Regions from separate parts of the Mus musculus genome. Here region 2 is linked to region 1. A link is a contact called in public HiChIP or PLAC-seq data. All regions are on one chromosome and are shown on one strand. Each heading gives the region's core, a stretch centred on a gene start, on an enhancer-like site or on the middle of the called end of the contact. The rest is flanking DNA. Distances are from core to core; before and after follow the strand shown. Region 1 holds the start of Rundc3b (RUN domain containing 3B). Region 2 overlaps Rundc3b (RUN domain containing 3B).

The links. HiChIP or PLAC-seq counts read pairs in DNA pulled down with a chosen protein or histone mark.
Region 2: an H3K4me3 HiChIP or PLAC-seq map of embryonic stem cells shows a contact between it and region 1, with 16 read pairs. The contact joins the enhancer-like site here to the promoter of Rundc3b in region 1. A contact is called at or near these places in 4 of 39 promoter capture datasets (the C10 cell line, cranial neural crest and embryonic stem cells), 5 of 484 Hi-C or Micro-C datasets (embryonic fibroblasts, embryonic stem cells, nephron progenitors and 1 more), 3 of 115 datasets of contacts at active chromatin or transcription factors (CD8 T cells, the SCID.adh cell line and embryonic stem cells) and 2 of 9 other capture datasets (adipose tissue and embryonic stem cells).

The regions. Positions count from the first base shown.
Region 1 is chr5:8,619,721-8,624,822 of GRCm38.p6, forward strand. It overlaps Rundc3b (RUN domain containing 3B), which reads right to left and starts at 3,232. Exons shown (of 11, transcript NM_001347311.1): 1 at 2,768-3,232. The coding sequence starts at 2,892. The region is part of intron 2 of Abcb1a (ATP-binding cassette, sub-family B (MDR/TAP), member 1A); the gene reads left to right.
Region 2 is chr5:8,486,527-8,491,651 of GRCm38.p6, forward strand. It overlaps Rundc3b (RUN domain containing 3B), which reads right to left. Exons shown (of 11, transcript NM_001347311.1): 11 at 3,810-5,125. Among named protein-coding and RNA genes, the nearest start is that of Slc25a40, 66 kb to the left of the region's middle. Within about 2 kb of position 2,340, at least 35 of the 459 cell types and tissues checked have an H3K27ac peak or open chromatin away from gene starts, as enhancers often do. A contact at or near this core is called in embryonic stem cells, where this site is marked.

The DNA of each region.
Region 1 (5,102 bases), core at 1,982-4,481:
AACAAGAAAGAAAAGAAAATGTCTACAGCTGGATCTTATGGAGGAAAATGTCTACAGCTGGATCTTATGGAGATATTTTCTCAAATGAGGATTTCACCTTTCTGATGACTCTAGCTGTGTAGCTGTGTCACGCTGACACAAAACTAGCCAGCAGACTATTGACTTAAAAGTTTGACAAAAGTTGTTTTAAAATGTTAAATATGAATATTTTAGAATTTTATATACTATTATAAACTGAAAGATAAATTAAATTTTAATTGTATTTGCCAATAAAACTAAGGCCAAAGAAATACACAGGCTTAAAAAGATATCAACTTGAGCTGTAGAGATGGTTCAGTGATTAAGAGTGCTGGCTGCTCTTCTGGAGGACTCATGTTTGTTTCCAGAACCCATGTGGCAGCTCACAACTATTTGTAACTCCAGTTCCAGGGCATCTGACACCTCTTCTGGTCTGGCCTCAGAGAGCAATTTACATACATAGAGCACAGTCATACATGTAAGCAAAACACTCATATACAATATAAAAATATTTGAAAAATGCATAAGCTTAATAACAACAGAAAAAAAATGACAAACATCTGAATTTATGTGGATAAAAAAATGTAGGTTAAAAAAGTCCAAAGGGCAGGCCCAGTATAAAGCACATGGCTCCGGAGGCTGAAACAGGAAGATCTCAGTGAATTTGAGGCAAGCCTAATCTACATAGCAAGTTTCATGCCAGTTAAGGTTACACAGCAAGGCCATGTACAGAAAAGGACGGGAGAATATGGAAAACTATATCTCAATTTTTCAAAGTTCTAAATAATGAAAAATATGTACACAAAATAGGGTAGCTAAAATCAGTGTATAAATTTTGGAGTTGTGTGTGAAAATTTAGAGTTCTCAAATAACCTATTTCCTCTCCAGTACAACCTATGAAAAAATAAACTAAATATTTATTTGGTAAGTATTATACAGTGGTTTTAGTCTACAATATATAAGAGTTCTCTGTAAAAAATTGAATTACACATACACACACAATCATAATGAACCCAAAATCAATTTAGTTCTTTTCCTGACTATCTTAAAGCCTAATTCCAAAATTCAAAACAGTAAAAAATATTGTACTTGTATATGTCATTAAATATACAGAATTGTATAGTTTTATGATATAGCACTGAAACTATATCTAACTTTTTAAGGGAAAAAACTTTACTGTGCAAGTATAAGAAATTATATGTAGTGGTTGGCAGTTTTGTTTGTTCTAGTTTTATAAATTCCCGTTTTTCCAGGACATCAATAAAGAATCACAAAATGGGACCACAATTCAAATGTTTGTTTAGAGAAAAATGCATGTGCCTCACCTATCTGCTACAAATATTTTTCTACCATTATCACCGTGCTCATATTTGGAAACATTAAAAACCAAATATGATCAAATGATGCTTGATGGCTATCATTCATTTTAAGTCCATTATTTGAAATTCCTAGAAATCTAGTCCAACATTATTGTATAGCTGACAAAACAATGAAGATAATGAGGAGATGGTACTAAGACACTAACTAATGACAACATTTGTTATGAGCTCGTTACATTTCCACTAGATCAACTTGGTCCACCTTCCAATGTTAAACCATCGGGAAGTTTGAGTCCGCTGAAGCTCTGATGCAGCATAAATGATTCAAGAAGCACAGGTTAGGCTGGAACCTGCTTTGAAACTCATTTCTTTAAAAAAATAATTTTAATATCTTTAAAAGATAAGACTACCCAACTAGCTTATTTTTCTATGAATCTAACATAGAAATTTGCCTCAATTTAAAACAATGTAATAAAGCCCATCTGTCCCAAAAGCTTGTATTCTACACAGCACAAATGATAAATATAGTCTATATTACTTTACCACTTACAATGCAAACTGTGAGCAAAGCTCTTCCTGAAAGATGAGCATTCATTAGAATCCAACTTTTTAAAAGTTGCTTAAATACTGAATGTCATTCCTACTACAGATATCTGCAATCTGCTTAAGATGCTAGCCACGATTTTACATAAGGAAAAAAAAAAATAGACATAAGCCAGAGAGGCAGGAAAGGTTTCATCATTTACCTGATAACAAGAGAATTATCAGTAGTTGATGATTAACCAGTATGATGGAACAAAATCATTTTTAACAGAGCGTATTGGCTCTGAGTAGTTACTAAGAGATGGATGCCTAGAATATTATAAGACTTAAAGAAAATTTATCAGCTTGTTCAAAATCAGTTTTTTTCTGAATTCTTGATTTATAGATAGTGATGATCTATTTCTATAATTCCTGGAGGAAGGGCTACATTTACAACCAGGAAGCACTTAAATAAATGCCCAAAAGGACTGACCAGGAGTCTTCCACAATTGCACAAGCACTGTAGTTGACAAGACTTAGATACCCAATACAGATAAGGGCCGAGGGAGAGGAGTGAAAATGCGTACGCCAACAAGCGACAGCAAGAGAACGCACAGGGATTTGGGGACATCTCAGTAACTACTACAGCAGCTGGATGCTGCTCTTCCTCCGCCCTCTTCTCCTCAGACGCAAGCTGGCCGGTTCCAAACGGTTCCTCCCCGGCTCCGCCCCGGCCCTCCCCGGGCAGCCTCCAAGCGAGGACCCTGAGACGCGAGGGCTAGCCCACGGCCTCGCGGGGAGAGGCTCCCGCCCCTCTGCAGGGCCCCGCTGGCCCGCGGACACGCGCGGCACGGGCCGCAGCGCCGAGCCCCAGCACCTCCCTCAGCCCGGCGCCCGCAGCCCCGCACCTGCACACGGTGATCAGGTTCCTCCTCTCCACCGCAGCGTTGCGGGCGCTCAGGCTCTTCTTGCCGCCGCCGCCGCCGCCGCCGCCGCGGCTCCCGCTCAGGCCCCCCAGGCTCCGGGAGGCCATGGCGGGCTCACCTCCGCGCCCCCTTTGTCTCCAGCGGTCCCGCAAGCCTCGCACACCTGTGTCCCCCGGCCTTCTCTCAACGATGGCAGCCCGCCGGGCGGGAGAGAGGCGAGGAAGGAGGCGCGGAGTAGGCAGGGTGTGGAAGGCAGTCAGTCGGGCACCGGTACCCAGGCTCCACGCGCGCGTGCACACACACTCACACACGCTCTCTCACACATACACACGCGCTCACTCACACGCACGCACGAGCCACCTCCACCCTCGCTCGCGCGCGCGCGCGCCGCCGCCGCCGTCCACGAGAGAAGCGCGCGCGGGCGGGCGGGCGGGAGGGCGGGCTCCGAGTCTCCAGGGACGCCGCACCAGCGCCCGGGCGAGCCTGTCACCCCGCAGGCCTAACCGCACGTCATTCTTCCAGCAGGGCGGAGCCGCTGAGGTGAAGCCCCCCTCCCCACGCCTGTCTCACTCAGCCCCCGCCCCCTGCACCTATGGGAACAAGGCCGCTACGGAGAGAGCCAATGACGAGAGGTGGGGGCGGGACCCGCCCCAGGAGCTTTTAAAGAGGCTCGCTTAAGCCCCGCCCTGGCGCGTGGGCCTCTGTCAGAACGCGGGTCGGCTCGTGCAGCACCTTGGTGAGCCCGGCGAGGCAGCCTTGGCTTGGAAAGCCGGCTTTGCTGTGCCTACTCCACGGTGACTGTGGTCCATAGTCACCCTGACAAGGCTAAGTTCATGGCAGATTCCTGGTCCTGAGGCTTCAGTAGCCTCAGCAGGAGAATGCCATAGTTGGGTGGGGTGGGAAGTGGGGGTTACCTAGAATAGAAGAAGAGTTCCATTTGTCCCAAACGCCCCCTTTGAACCTGACAAACAACGACACAGTGGCATCAGGGAGTGCGCCCATGGCATTTCTCTTCCCGTGAATCTGGTCAGAATTCACCTCATCTTACTCAGTGTCCAGCACAGCCTTGAAACCACATTGACCATAGAAAAACGAGTGTAGTGGGGATGTCCAGTCTTGGGTTCTGTGCAGTGAGATCTGAACTGAATTGCAGCTCGTGAGCCATGGAGGAGGTTTGTCAAGGGCAGAGGGAAATCCTGCCTTGGAGTCCCAATAAGCCCCTTGGGAGGACCACTTTGTAGTCTCTACTTCTCTGGCTTTACCTCTGGCTTTACCTATGGGAGGCTACGGGCTTGAGACCCTGACCTCTGACATTCACCTCAGACTGCCTGTAAGTATGTCCAGACTTCAGGTTTTGTTTGTTTGTTTGTTTGTTTTTAAATTTTGAAAATCTAAAATCAGGACAAAGTCTCACCTCTACCTCTTAAATATAATTATGTTAAAATAAAAATTAATTATTAAGAAAATTTCTACAAGGGAGCTAAAACCATCCAGTGGAAAAAAAGACAGCATTTTCAACAAATGGTGCTGGCACAACTGGAGGTTATCATGTAGAAGAATGCAAATTGATCCATTCCTATCTCCTTGTACTAAGGTCAAGTCTAAGTGGATCAAGGAACTCCACATAAAACCAGAGACACTGAAACTTATAGAGGAGAAAGTGAGGGAAAGCCTCAAAGATATGCACAGGGGGAAAATTCCTGAATAGAAGAGCAATGGCTTGTGCTGTAAGATCAAGAATTGACAAATGGGACCTCATAAAATTGCAAAGCTTCTGTAAGGCAAAAGACACTGCCAATAAGACAAAAAGGCCACCAAAAGATTGGGAAAGGATCTTTACCTATCCTAAATCAGATAGGGGACTAATATTCAATATATATAAAAAACTCAAGAAGGTGGACTCCAGAAAATCAAATAACCCCATTAAAAAATGGGGCTCAGAGCTAAACAAAGAATTCTCACCTGAGGAATACCGAATGGCTGAGAAGCACCTGAAAAAAATGTTCAACATCCTTAATCATCAGGGAAATGGGAATCAAAACAACCTTGAGATTCCACCTCACACCAGTCAGAATGGCTAAGATCAAAAATTCAGGTGATAGCAGATGCTGGCGAGGATGTGGAGAAAGAGGAACACTCCTCCATTGTTGGTGGGATTGCAAGCTTGTATAACCACTCTGGAAATCAGTCTGGTGGTTCCTCAGAAAATTGGACATAGTACTACCAGAGGATCCCACAATACCTCTCCTGGCCATATATCCAGAAGATGTTCCAACTGGTAATAAGGACACATGCTCCACTATGTTCATAGCAGCCT
Region 2 (5,125 bases), core at 1,090-3,589, 130 kb before region 1:
ATCCACCAAGAAGACATTACAATTCTAAACATCTACATAGCAAGTGTGGGTGCCTCTGATGTCATAAAACAAGACACCAGCAATGGTATAGTCAGCAGCATAATGGTGGGAGATTGTGATAGCCCATTCTAATTAATTGATAGATCATGCAGGCAAAAGGTAAACAGAACATATAAATTAAATGAGATCATATATCATAGATTTAAGAGACATCTATTTAATATTCTACTTGAACACTCAAGAGTTCATATTTTTTTCAGTAGCCCACGCAACTTTATCTAAAATAGATAATATATTAGGACAGAGTACACACTCTTAACAAATAGAGGGAAACTGGAAAAGCTCCTGTATTTTATCTGACCACAATTGACTAGAACTGCAGATTAATAGCAAGAGGAACTACAGAATAGTCACAAACTCAGGGAGACTGAACAACACCACTGAATGATAGATTGGTCAGTCAATGCAGAGATCAAAAAAAGAGATCAGCAATTTACAGAAATAAAAGAAAATAAAAACACAACAACAAAATCTTAATGACAAACCTGAGGGACCTGGAAAAACCAGAAAGACCAAACTCAAAATCAGTTTGAAAGAAATAATTAAAACAGGGCAGAAATAGATGAAATAGAAATGAAAAATTATAAAAATTACAAGGTCATTTGATCAATTAAGTAAGACTAAATTTGCCAAAGTATTTTCAGACCCAGAATAATAAAACTAGAGAAAAAGAGAGCCATTATGATAGATACAAATGAAATTCAAAAGAATTACTAGGAGTGATCTTAAAAATATATTCTGTTAAATTGGAAAGATCTAAAATAAATGGATGAATGTTTAGATGTATATGACCTACAAAAATTAATCCAAATGAGATAAACAGATAAGAATTAATAGAGCTGATGCAGTAATAAAAACATCTGGATTAAAAAAAAAGCAGGCAAATTCAGCTTTGTCTTGTACAAATACACTACAAAGACATCAGAACTTAGAAAATACTTAATGACATTAGTTAGTTGTCTTTTGTGAAACTTTAAGCACTGAATAACGCAGTGAAAGAAAACACTAGGCCTAAGACTCAGGAATAAAATCTGGACCCTGTCTCTGGACACCAAGATGCAGAACACCTATAAAAAGCAAGTTGAGCCAGTCAGGTACCATGCTACCCAGTCAGACAGACCACACCAGAGAAGACCCCCCAGCCAGTGTCATGCAGGCCTGGCTGGGTAGTCCATGCCTTAGGCAATCCATGTCCAGTGAATGGGTGGGACATAACACTCCTGAGATGACACCAGAAACACAGAGGCCCCAGGCATCATTATGATGATGAGCAAGTAGTGGTGGAGAGACAGAGAGGGAGAGGGATGTTTGTACAGTGAAGGGAGGTAGAACTGCTGAGAGTGTGAAGAACAGCCTGATGAGGGTGGCTGGTGATGCCACCTGGGGTTATGGTGGGGTCCTGGCCCATGCTGCCAGCCAGGGCCATGTCTAAGTTCATGGACCTGCAACAGCAGGGGTCTATTCCCACCAAAGGCCAGGCGGATGTCCATAGTCTCCAACTGCAGTACTCAGGAGAAGGGGCCCCACATCTCACCCAGGGAGCAGAGCAAAGCTGGCCCTGGTTGCTGGGGGGTTGTGAGTGAGCTGGTCCTGGGGTGTAAGTGTGGGAGAGCTGGCCTGGCCACTTGTCTAATGTGTGGTGCTGTGGCAAGGGAGAGATGCCCTCCCCCACCTCACCACCTATGGAAGATGGGAGAGCTGGCCCCCAAGGTCATGAGAGCAGGAGAGCTGTCTCCGAGCAGTACTCAGCAGGCCCTCCTGGTCAGCACAGTAGAGCTGTCCTTGGTTGCAAGGGGTCACATGTAAGCCAGTCCCAAAGCATGAGAACAAGAGAGTTGGCACAGCCCCTTGCTGGGTGTAGTACTTGGGAGAGCAGCCCACACCTCAACTGGACAGCAGAGCTGGCCCTGCTGGGTTGGGATGAATCGGCACGAGGGCATGAGAGTAGAAGAGCTGGCTCTGCCTCTTGCTGGCTGCAGCATTGGGTGGGCTAGTCAGTGTTCTGCCAGAGAGCTCTCCCATGGTGGTTTCAGTATGGGGGAGCTGGTGTACTGACCAGCTCAGCTACAAGCCAGGCCCAAATCCAGGACTTTAACATTGACCCTCCCCAACATCTACCCCATCTATGAACTGTCGAAGAGTGCGAAAGGGCCAGTCCTGCAATCCAAAACTACAGGATCTCCATGACACAGGGCAGTGACAGGATATCCCAGAGGAGTCCCAGGGAGGCTCCAGTATTGATAGTATAACAGAAGCCAGAGTTCTGGAACCAGACCAATAGATGCACTGCAGAAAGCATTTGCAAGTAAAGCTGCTGAGACAAAAGGGTGTACTGTGGGATACACAGCTGCACAATACAGCTTCCACAATAAGAACAAAAGGGTGTACTGTGGGATACACAGCTACACAATACAGCTTCCACAATAAGAACAAAAGGGTGTACTGTGGGGTATACAGCTACACAATACAGCTTCCACAATAAGAACAAAAGGGTGTACTGTGGGGTACACAGCTACACAATACAGCTTCCACAATAAGAACAAAAGGGTGTACTGTGGGATACTCAGCTACACAATATAGCTTCCACAATAAGAACAAAAGGGTGTACTGTGGGGTTCATGGCTACAGAATACAGCTTCCACAATAAGAATTTTTTCATTTGGGGTAGATCTAATATATTTAAATGTTTTATTGTCTCTGGTTGCCTTTATCTTGTCAGAAAGAACAAAGAGCACTACTAAACTCATTTTATGAAACCATAATCAACCTGATACCAAAACTGCATGAAGACATAATAAAAAAGGAAACTATAGTCCAGTCTCCTTAATGAACATAAATCAAAAAAATCTGCAGAAAACACTTGCAAATTGAATGTGAAAACATAATTTGATTTGCAATTCTTACTGCAGATAGAACACTTTGCCAGATTGCTGAAACATGTCACCAGACTCTGAGGGCCACTGCCTTGTTAACAGGAAAAGGGCTTATACACAGTTTAGGCTGAGTTTAATAAAAAAAAAAAAAATCAGCTACTCTCTGCCGTGCCTGTATCTATGTTACAACACACAGTGGGGGAAGCCAGGAAATACACTGTTCGCTACATATCATGTATATAGATATGTAGACTGATACATACTGTGATGAGAAGGACTCTTTGGAAAGAATCCCCAAGTCCGTTATACATCAGTCCTGGTGCTCCTGGAGAGGTTCAAAAAAATGAATAAAGGAATATAGGAGACATCTGTTTTATACTCAGTGCCTTATATTCTTTACTACAAATTTTAATTACATCATATGGCCACATGATGGCAACATGTTAACATATTTCCAGGCCATGACTATAACCGTGTCCGGGTTTTGCCTGTAAACTACGAGTTGACTGGACTTTATCTTTCCCTCTACTCTTTGGTTCTTGAATTATAAGAAATTCAGAATATATCAGAATTTCTGTCAGTTTTATATTAGAGAGTTGTGATGTCACTAAGGGATAGGAATTTTTCAACTTCTCTCAGTTACTTGGGACCATTGTCCTATATGTAGTCAGTAACTCTCAAAATGTCATGTGCTATATAAGGAATATTTTAAAAGTATGTATAATATTCAATCTCAACAGAAGGGTTTTCTCCAATCATATCCATTAGTGTGTTGGATTTAATTAGTCCTCAATATTTATTCTATGTGCTGAAATGGAAGTTCAGTAAACACTTGAACCAGGTAACTATATTTGTCAAGGAAAAAGACCAGTACTGTATGGTTAAAAAAATCTTTAATATACATGCAACAAATATAGTACATCGAGGCAACAAAATACAGATGGAAAGATAGACATAGCCAGCATTCTTTGTGGAGTTCTGAAAAATAAACAGTACCACTGAAAATTAAAGACTGAGACACTGTTCACTCATGCAAGCGTTACAAACTGCCTGTAGCTCGAAACCAACTGCAGAAACTTGGGTTCCACAGTAGCAGATGAACTTTATATCAAGAGCTCCAATAATGGAGGGAAAGCCATGATCCTCAGGTGTCATGTCTCAGTCCGCAGTTCGCAGCAGGGATATGTCACAAACTAGTGCTTCTATCGGACAGATCTGAAAAAGTGTACCAACTGGGGAATCTTGTATTCCCTTCTACTTTATAAAAATGTATGAAAAGATCTTACCAAGGTTTTATATCTGAAAAATCATAAATGACAGGTGAGAGCAGGCCGTGGTGATAAAGCAGTAAACACTTTGACTTTCTTAGGAAAGTAGAGGTGCGCCCACGGCCAGCCTAAATTCCCAATGTTCTCATGACCATCTAAGTCCTCATGCAGCCTGCTGCAGGCCTGCTGTCTTTATTTGCTATTCCTGACACTACTTAAACGTGGCTTTGGCCACTGTACACTTAATATGGTGCACACAGATCAGAGAAGATGGAGGTGCTCTGTTTTAATGCATCAGCCTCAGGAAGAAATTGCTCAGTTTGTTCTGAGTCACCCGATGCAATGTCTGTCATGAGCTTGCAGGCCTCCTTTGCCCCAGAGATTAGTGTCTGCACTGCCTCACATGTGACACTGGTCATGTTACTATTGATTGATTCCACACCATGAGACTGCGCTCCAAGCACTTCCCAGAACCTCCCACCCCTACACTTTGGATAGAAGGAGTGAACCTGTGAGTTCAGCACTCCCCAGGAAGCTTTAGGAGGGATGCACTTCCTACTTGTCACAGCTGCTAAGTTTAAATATAAAAATCAACAGACAAGAGTGAGCACTGTGGCCCCTTCATGAAACAGTATAGGAAATGTCTTTGGCACACTTGTTTTCCTCCTAGGACTCACTATAGAATACACACTTCATACGTGTTTATTTTCAATAGGGTGGAATTTTTAGGGACACATGTAGCTGTTTTAAAAATTGTAAAAAAAAAAATTGAAACACAGCTCTTTTTAAAAAACCTGTTTTCCTACAGAAGTATAGTTTTGTTTTTTTTTAAACACTAAGATCAATTTGAAAAATGAGAAATCATGGCATAGTGGTAATGGCTATGAAACACCCAGTATGTAAGTCATTGTTGCACACAGGGAA